Regions from separate parts of the Zea mays genome. Here region 1 is linked to region 2. A link is a contact called in public Hi-C data. All regions are on one chromosome and are shown on one strand. Each heading gives the region's core, a stretch centred on a gene start, on an enhancer-like site or on the middle of the called end of the contact. The rest is flanking DNA. Distances are from core to core; before and after follow the strand shown. Region 1 holds the start of LOC100216795. Region 2 holds the start of LOC100275553 (Putative UPF0481 protein).

Region 1 (5,171 bases), core at 1,710-4,209, 210 kb after region 2:
CGATAAACTTAGAAAATCCATAACTTTCATGTTTTAACTCCGATTTGAACCGTTCAAGTTGCGTTATCTTCGTATTAATAATGCCTACACTTTAGTAACCTTATACTATCATATGACATAGACAACTAGTTTGTTTATCCTATGTTGAATAGATTATCTATTTTGATCGAAGTTAACTTGATCAATCTATGATTTGACTAAAATATAATTTCTAATCAAGTTATCACTTGGGTTAATTATTCCTTTACAATAATTCTTTCACATAATATTAACTAACATAAAATATATTCTTACTAAGTAATCACCTAAAACTTCGGAAAGCCATATCTTTTCAACAATAGCCCCAATTTTAATGATTCTTGAACCTACGATCTCATAGCAGTGCATAGAATATTCTTACGCTGTTTGTTCTCATGTTTGGTGTATTTTTATTTTTATGTACTCCTTGTCTATTTGTATGTATTGCTACGAATAGCGGTGAGGTCACAAGTTATTTGAAGACTAAGTTGGTGAAGTTACCTGGCAATCTCGAGTTTAAGGCAAGTTGTGCCATTGATCTCGGTTAATGTTCTTGGTTAATTTGATGGGACCCAATAGGTTTCCCTAGTTTTGTTTATCTCACACCTTGCAGACAAATGAACTATTGGGTAGACTTGCTATTGCTCTACCTGATTTTGGGATTAATGTTACATCCGAATTATGATCATGTTCCAAGTTTGTTGTTGTCTTAATTATTGTTCATGACACGATTATTATGTTAATTGGAACATGCAGCTTAACTTGAAATAACAGTGCTACCACAAGGGTGGAATGGGACGTCCTTGGCCAAGTTATTAGGAAAGCTAGGGAGAGATTACCTTACCCAAAAGGGCAAGCGGGGAGGCGTCGCTGCAGGGTATAGGGAGGTTCTCGGGTCGAACTGCTGCGATGGTATTTCGGACGAGGGATTCCTATGGTTCCTTATTCCTAAATCCGTAGCGGGTTTTCTCGAACTAGTGCAACTTTGGAAAGGCCTCACAGTGGATCCCTAGCCATTCACCTTGGAAGTGTCTAAGGGTCTAGCTAACCCTGACTAACTGGGAAACACGTCTTGTGGGTAAAGATGCACAACCTCTATAGAGTGTAAAACTGGTATATCAGTCGTGCTCACGGTCAAGAGCGACTCAGGACTCTCGCATGATTAACTTATGGAACTAAACTTAATCTGTCATATGCATTGCATTGTGAGTTTTATTATTAATTATGATATCTTATTTAACTGGGTTGATATCTACTTATACTTAATAACTGCTAATAAAACTTTGACCAACTTTAAAAGCAATGCTGAGCTTTAACCATCTTCTTTGCTAAGTCTTACACTTTACATGAGCTCCTCCGTAAGTATGCTCATGCACATTATTCCCCACAACTTGTTGAGCGATGAACGTACGTGAGTTCACCCTTGTTGTACTCACATCCTTTAGGTCAAAGATACGTATCACAAGATAAGGAGCATGAAGAATGTCGCGATGAGTTCGTGATAGGTCTAGGTCATTATCTCCCAGTCAACTATGGTTGCGGAGGATCATTGTCTTAATATGATGTAATTATTTAGTTACTTTGTACATAACTTTTATTATATAGTAAAGATGTGACATTTGTTTCTGTAACATTAGTCATCATATGTGTGAGATTTGATTCTAGTATACATTTAAGACGCATCCGAGTTTGCTCCTTAAATCCGGGTGTGATTCTAAACTAGTTTTTAATGTAAGCATTTTTTGCGGGGAAGTGAGGATAGGGCTGTACCGGAGGGGGGTGCAGAGGGTGCGGCCGCACCGGGCCCCCAAAAACAGAGGGGCCCCTAGCCACTGGACGCTAGCACTTTTTCCTGTTAAATCTATCTATCCTAGACACAAATACGTAAAGAGCGATGCGCTATCGACCAGTCTCGTTTAGATTGTTAAACTAATGTCTCAATTACTTATCGAATACTCCTTCCGTTCTAAAATAGTATTTGTTTTATCTGTTGATTTTTATGTTTATATTCAACTAGATGATGAATCCACTAAAGAAGCAAAACAAATTCTATTTTGATATAGAGATAGTATTATTTACTATACACATGATGGTTGCAGCGGCGGAGAGAAGCATTTTAAAATTGAAATATTTTTGTGAACTATTTAAGGTCAACAATAACTCAAGAGAGGTTAAATGGCTTGGCGATTCTACGTGTCGAAAAGAAATTGTTGGATGAGATTGATCTCAATAATATAATCGATGACTTTGTATCACAAAATGTTAAAAGATATTTTTAATGATATCAGATAACAAGTAAGTGCTTTTGGTTATATTTTACATTTGTCGTCTTATAAACTTCAAAACAGCATAATAATTTTTATATGTCAAATATTCAATTATATATATATATATAAGGGATGGAGCCTCCATCTCGGATTTCGCACTGGACCTCTAAAAAGTTAGGAACGGCCCTGAGACTGACTCCAACAGAGCAGCTAAATGGACAGGCAAAGCTAAAATAGCTGCCCACGAGCTACTGTAGCAGTACAAAACACCTTCCAACAGGGTAGCCAAAAGAGCGAGACAAAAAATGATGGGAAGAGAGAGGAAAGTCATGATAGCTTGTACTATGGCTGGCAGCCATTTTCTTTTTCTGTGTCTGAGAATATGACTCTACCATCTACTTCATTTGTTGGATTATACTATCGCTGTCTTTTTACCTGTGCTGTTGAAAGCGTGTGCCATATAATTGGACAGAGGCAAACCAGAGACGCTAGCCAAAGACTTGAATGACTGCTCGATTTGTATGGCCTCTGTTGGAGAGTGAGGATGAGGCAGTACAGGTTCAACCCGGCCGCTCGCCTGGTGGGCAGTCAGGTGATGCACGACAAGAGGCGACATTCATCACGGCTGCATTTTTTTTCCATCCAGCCGTGCGGCCGCAATGATTCCTCCCCGTCTCCCCCTCGCCCTCCGAAAGCGAAGTGAGCTTCTGCAGATAAGGAAGGAGGCCGACATTATCGCAACACGCCACCTCATCTAATCGAGGCGAGAGACAGGGGAGGAGGAGGAAAACGGAAGAAATCTTCATCAAGCAACAGGAAGCGAGAGCGTGCGATTTCTTTTTTCTTCCTTTCCGGTGACGCCAGGTGAATCACCAGCCGGCCGGTGCGCCAAAGGCTAGGGTTCCGCGGGGCGCGGGTGCGGGCTCGACTTTCGTAGCCTCGCCGCCGGCGCGCGGGAACCGGATGCTGCTAAGCTGCGGGTCGCTCTCCTCCTGGGTGCGCCGCTTCGTCGCCTGCGTTGGGTACGCCACCTCTGTCCCGCCCTCTACTACGCGCGGTCAGTTGATTGCTGGGCTTGTCTGCTTCCTGCTGCTCCGATGTGATTGGCCGTGGATGGGGCCATGGGGGTTTAGCTGTATCAACGCGATTGGCTCTGCGCTCCATCCCTTGGTGAAATCTGTTCCGTGAGTAATCTTAATATCTGTTTAAACGGATAGCTAGCACCTAGCAGGTTCCAAAATGGTTGTTAGTCTTAAAAACCTGTTAGTTGCTAACTCTACAAAACCCAACTCATATAAAGGGAAAATAGAATGGCCCTAATACTGTTAGCTGTATGAAATGTATGATTAGATGGTTGGTTTGCTATGTTATTCTGGTTGCTTCTACACTGGTCATTATCTCTGATCAGTGTTCAATGCTGGTTATCGCCCTACAATCTATAATTGCCCTGAGGCTTGCAATCAATGTTCTCCACAAGTAACCAGAGTGGTACAAAAGAAAACACGTGTATTGATGCCTGTTATCTTCGATCAATATTCTAGTGTATCATTTATTTGCTACCAGGGTCATATCTGTGGAAACATGCTCAGGTCGAGGCTACGTCCACACAGCACAGCAGCCCCGAGCTGGACCCACTCCACACATATGAAGCACAAGTGATCGAAACACAGTTCCTTGCTTCTTTGTGCGGCCACATGGCTTGTGCCCAAGAAACTCACCACACTCAGGGTCCATACTGGTGACTAGAGAAATGAAATGACCCTATCAACCATCCATTCCTTAACTGCATTGCTTCCCTCACGGTTGGCGCGTAGGACATGTCCTTGGCACCATATTAGTCTGGGTAGCTTCCATGTTCACGACGCTCCCACTTTACCGGTGGCATTCTGATAGATATCCCATGCTCCCCCTTATAGTCTAGAAATGATGTGATAGCTAACAAAAGTAGCATGGATGTCCTTGTATATTACGAATCACTCATATTGCTCTGAGCTTGTCATCCACTCTAAGTATCAAATTCAACTTTTAAGCACCAGCACCACAATAACATAATCCTCCAGAAGGTTCTTTCATAATGAGCACATGAAGCAACAGAAAATGAATAGTCTGGTCATGCTTGGCAATTTACCATTTCAAGACTAGAACATGCAATCCCGACCAAGGTGGGAGCAGGGCATCAAGATCAGCATGGTACCAGGAAAGGGAGATTCATGAGCCCGACGAACTTGCCAGCCAGATTCGTGAAGCAGTTAGTGAGGTCAGGGCATGGCAGGTTAAAAAGGCCCTTCCCTTCTATTATCCAAATTCCCAGCGATTGTGAGTTTCTTGGGTATCAGCCATGAGGAAAATGAAGTGCCTTGTGGATCATTTGTGTGCCGAGGAGATCCAACACCGGGTTGGTGAGCTTTGGAAGGCAGCCTTGACTGAGTTTGTGTCTGTACTATTTACTTGATGAATGTCCTAATAATTTCAGAGTGATGAGTAAAAGCTGGGCCTAGTAGCTGGTTCTGAACTTCTAGTATTCCACCGTTTAGAATTATCTAAATGTAAGCATATTTTATTTGTGCTGTTACTCGCAAGTACCTGTTAGTACTAATCATTTCTTGGCCAATTCTGGCTTGCAACAGAGCAGTGGTTGTTTTGGTTGTGCCCAGCCTACTCCGATAATAGCTGTTGATGAGCCCACAAAAGGTTTAAGAATTCAAGGGCGCTCAGTAAAAAGACACAATTTATCTGACGACTTTTGGAGTTCAAGCCCGCACGAAATGGAGAACAGTGCCTTGCAATCCCGACACAGTATGTCCTCAATCAGCACTGCTGCACAACCTAATGATCAGCATGCTTCTGGAAGTAGCAGCTCCCCAAATGAATTTGTAAATCAAGGTA
Region 2 (4,882 bases), core at 646-3,145:
GTATACAAAGTATTCCAACTCGAATCTGGTCGTTTTTGAAGATTTGAATGGAGGGAAAGTTGAGAAATGAGGAGGGCGCACCTCTCGGCCAACAGAACGGCTGATTTATAGGACTCCCTAGCTCGGCGCCAAGATCTGTGGCGCCGAGCTAGGAGGCCGCGTCGACGCCACGTCGGCCCTAGCCACCGCGAGCCGCCACCGCCACCGCCACCGCCACGTCAGAGCTCGACGCCATAGGCTATGACATGTGTTAGCTCGGCGCCATAGGCTATGGCACTGAGCTAAAGGTCCAAATCATGAAATAAGTCATCCAGGTGTATAAATGTACATTTTGGTCGAAAATATGGTTAAAAAAGAAAAAAATCGAGGAAACACGCGTTTTAGAATTAACTAGTCGGTTACCCGTGCGTTGCGACGGCTTACAACAATACCCATGTAAACTATCCACACAAAAAAATCAATATTTTTTATTGATTGTCTCCGCTCTCTGTATAATATTTTTTGATTTGGCTAACTGATGTTATTATTTACTCCATCCAATATGTCTTGGTACAACACAGCCAATGAAGTGAGCGATTAGAAGAGAGTTCACAACGACTGACTGAACGAAGAAAGACTATAAAATGACATAATTCCACCATATAGAGACCAAATAAGAGAAAGTTTGTGAGCTCAAGTTTTTAAAATAAGTCACATAAACTCAAACTTATAAAAAGATAGATCAAAATATGGAGTGACTGCTAAAGTCAGACATCAATAAAAACTGGATGTGCTCCATATAAATATACTACTTCGTAACAATTACTAACGTTTAAAACCAACAAATAACCTTTCATTTTACTATTAGTGTGACAAATCATTGTTGTTACATCCAATTCAACATCCTAAAACACCATAGTCTATTGCGCCAATGTGGTCTGAGAAACGACTTAATGCTTGCAAGAGCCAAGAACGTCGTGCCGTGCTTGGGCTATAGCCTCAGCTCGTAGTGCTGGTCTAGCCCGACACGATTATATTTTTTTATTTTAAAAAAAAACGTATATACATACATATAATTTATATTCAATATTAAAAACATCTAAGCATAATGTTTTACTGGTTAGACAGCTTCACCCTGCATCTCCTGTCCCCGCCCTTCTTCCATCAAGGTATGGGTTCGAACCCCACCTCCGGCACCGTTTTTTAACATTTTACGCTGATTTAATCAAATGAGCCGACGAGCTAACGAGCTGGTCTAGCACAGTCAGCTGACCGTCATGACGTGTCTGGGCCAGAGTTGTGGCCCACGGGCGTCTGACTCGTGTCGGCCTGTCGTTTGGCCATTTATAGGCGTTCAGCGAGTTAATTTGAAATAGTTGTAAGGGGTTATTTGTAAAAAGATGACGTATGACGACCGTTGAAACTGGTGCTTTAAGTATAGTATAGATATTAATATATGTATCAATGACAAAATAACACCGTTGTAAACTGATAATATCTGAAGGAAAAAAAAGAACAAAGAAGGAGGAACGCTGGATTAGATGGGCCAAAGTTTCTTGGTGTGGCCCACCAAATGATACTCAACTTGCCCAAAACAGCACGTGAGGCATCACAAGCAGGAGGCATCACGGATGGGCCAGCGAAGCCGAACGCAGACTTGGACTTGGGTGTGAAGCGAACTCACAGCCGAGTAGCTGGTTAGGCTGTTGGGCTGAAAAGGATGGGCCAGATGTGAAAAAGGTACCCAAATTTTTTGGCTCTTTATTATTAATATAATATTAATATTAGGTATAGATTTAGATAGATATATGTGTACATATGCATGGCCTCTCTATTTATCTCGAGAAGAAAAAAAAAATCTAGCCCTCGCATTGACAACTAAGTCTATATAAGCAATATCTTGTCATAAGCAGCTATGCATGTTCAAGAGCAAGTAAAATATATACTAGTGTGCAAGTGTTTAGCACGATGTTGTCGGAGCCGCCGCCGCAGCAGCCACGGGCGAGGTCGTTCGCGGCGGCGGACGTGGAGGAGCAGAGCGAGGACGAGAAGCGTTGGGTGGGCTGGGTGGAGAAGAGCCTGAGGCATGAGACGGCGGAGGCGCTGGGCGCGGCGGCCAAGGTGTTCAGCGTCCCGCGCTCCCTCCGCGACACGAACCCGGACGCGTACGCGCCGCACGTCTTCTCGCTGGGCCCGTACCACCAGGCCCGCCCCGAGCTCATGGACATGCAGCGCTTCAAGCTCGCCGGCGCCAAGCGCTTCGAGATGCTCCTCACCGGTGGCCACACCATCGAGCATATCAAGGACCGCTTCCTCGTCGGCGGCCTCGAGCTCAAGATACGGGCCATATACCACAGGTTCCTGGACCTCAACGACACGACTCTGGTATGGATGATGGCCATCGACGCCTGCTTCTTGCTCGACTTCATCGAGAACTACCACCGCCGTGAGGCCACGGACGTGGTGTCCTCGTCGGCCAACTGGATCAACGCCGTCGTACGCGACGCCATGATGCTGGAGAACCAGATCCCGCTCTTCGTCTTCGCCAGGACGCTCGAGCTCCGCCACAGCACTCGTCACGAGGCCGCCAAGGCGCTGCACGCCGTCGTCTTACGCTTCATCATGGACGTGTGCCCCTTCAAGGATAAGCGCGGCGAGGTGGCCATCGGCGACCTGGCCAAGCATGCGCACCTGCTGGAGGTCCTGTACCACTTCCTCGTCCCGGACGCCACTCTCTTGGACGACAGTACCACCGGTGGTGGTGGTGACCAGGGGGTGATGGTGGAGGAGGAAATACCCGCTACGGCGGCGGCCGACGGCGAGGAGGTGGACGACGATGTCGAGGCGCAGCAGGCGATGAAGCCTCCGCTCGAGGAGGAGGACTGCGAGAAGGTGAAGCAGGCCCTGTCGCAGGCCTCCAGGCTCAACGTGGCGCCGCTGCGGTTCATTAAGAAGAACCTCATCGCCCGCCCGATGGCCCTGGTGGGGAAGATCGCGCACAAGGTGCCGGCGCTGGCCGCGCTGGTGCCGGTGCTCAGCAAGCTGATGCAGTCCGTGAACGTGGAGGCCCAGCTCAACGGCGGCGCGGAGCAGGCGCCGGAGGACGGGGCCATCACGGCGCCGCGTGCGGACGAGATCCGCATCCCGTCGGTGGAGGAGCTGGCCCGGTGCGGCGTGCGGTTCACGCCGGCGCCGGAGGGCATCGAGGGGATCGCCTTCGACCGGGCGTCGGCCACGCTGCGGCTCCCCGTAATCACACTGGACGCCAACACGGAGGTGGTCCTGCGCAACCTGGTGGCCTACGAGGCCGTGGCCGTGCGCGGCCCGCTGGTGCTGGCGCGCTACACGGAGCTGATGAACGGCATCATTGACACGTCCAAGGACGTGAAGATCCTACGGCGGAGCGGCGTGCTTGTCAACCACATGAAGAGCAACAAGGAGGCGGCGGGCATGTGGAACGGGATGGCCCGGGCGACGCGGCTCACCAAGGTGCCCAGGCTGGACGCCGTCATCTCGGCGGTGAACGCGCACCGGAGCAGGAGCGCGGCGGCGCGGGTGAGGAAGCTGTTCAGGAAGTACGTGTTCAGGTCGTGGAAGATGCTGACGCTGCTCGCCTCCATCGGGCTGCTGCTCATGACAGCGCTGCAGACATTCTGCTCCGCCTATCCGTGTGAGAACCACTGGTTCAGCGGCATGGTGCTGCCGGGGACGACGGACGACCCAGCGCAGTAGCAAAATCCACCCGAACTCCAACGGATACGAACAATAACTTAATTAAACTATTAAAATTCATAAAAATATTAAAAATAGATATACTTTATTAATTACTATTATAATATATTTTAAAATTTAAGTTCTAATTCACTCTATATTAAAAGATCTAAAAGATAAAATTTTATTGACAGAATTTTATCTTTTTTATATCTTTTATTATTAAATGAATTAGAACTTAAATTCTAAAATATATTTATATAGTAAATAATGAAGTATGTTTATAGTTTTTTTAAAAAAAATGGTATTTGCTAGTTTGATTATGAGATGATTACGTATAAAATTTGATTGCACATGCAGATTTGCTCAGCGTCATGTGGTCAAACGTGGCTTTGTTTGTGGTTCAGCCATTACGCGACCGGGCCTGACTCATGCTCGTGCGTGTGTGGTTATATACTATACTCGTGTAAACAGCTTGTTCCTTTTTTTCTTCGTGCGGTCTTAACCAGTCTGGCCTTAGCCTTCACAACCGATATTGTATTTGGCATATACCAGTTTAATCCAGAATTTGATGATCACTAAGGGTAGTTTTAAAGCCACAAAGGATTGAAGGGGCTAAAATCTCCTGCTTATTCAATTTTGAATAAGAAGTAGATTTTAGTCTCTCCAATCTTCTTTAGTTTTTAGACTCCCAAATTAGCCCTAAGAGCAAGTATATGAGAGAGAGAGGAGTGGAGAGAGATCGGCTTAGAGACAACAACAAGAAATATCCGTGAGAGAGACAAGTGAGATCATGAGGAAAATCCCACATATAGATAAACACCCAACTCCTGTGAGGGCGGTGTCATGAACCTCTCCCTCGCCCTTGATCTCGCCCTTGTGACGGCGATCTCTCCCGCCCCCGCTCCCTCCATGCCCTCCACCACCGTCACCGCCGCCAGGTCGTCTCTCATCCCTGAAAAATTGTGGGAGGAAGATGCAGAGAATGGAGCTAGGTCGTTCGATGCTCAATCAATTTCTCGGCAGGCGACTTCAATTCCTGGGAATCTGTGGAAGCAAAATCGAAGGTACGATTCCAAATCGCACCATCTATCAGGATTTGTTGGTAATGGGGATTGCTCGAACTTGAATCAGGAAAGTAGAGCATGCAATGGTGGTTCCCCGTTTGAAATTATTGATAAACGGAGTATGA

What was found. Hi-C and Micro-C count contacts between places; a contact is called where the count stands out from the background.
Region 1: a Hi-C map of ear shows a contact between it and region 2, with 7 times the contacts expected there. The contact joins the promoter of LOC100216795 here to the promoter of LOC100275553 in region 2. A contact is called at or near these places in 9 of 25 Hi-C or Micro-C datasets (bundle sheath, ear, endosperm and 3 more).

What each region holds. Positions count from the first base shown.
Region 1 is chr5:117,979,457-117,984,627 of Zm-B73-REFERENCE-NAM-5.0, forward strand. It overlaps LOC100216795, which reads left to right and starts at 2,960. Exons shown (of 5, transcript NM_001143194.1): 1 at 2,960-3,307; 2 at 4,913-5,168. The coding sequence starts at 5,051.
Region 2 is chr5:117,773,769-117,778,650 of Zm-B73-REFERENCE-NAM-5.0, forward strand. LOC100275553 (Putative UPF0481 protein) reads left to right here and starts at 1,896. Exons shown (of 1, transcript NM_001149608.2): 1 at 1,896-4,270. The coding sequence starts at 1,948. The coding sequence ends at 3,711.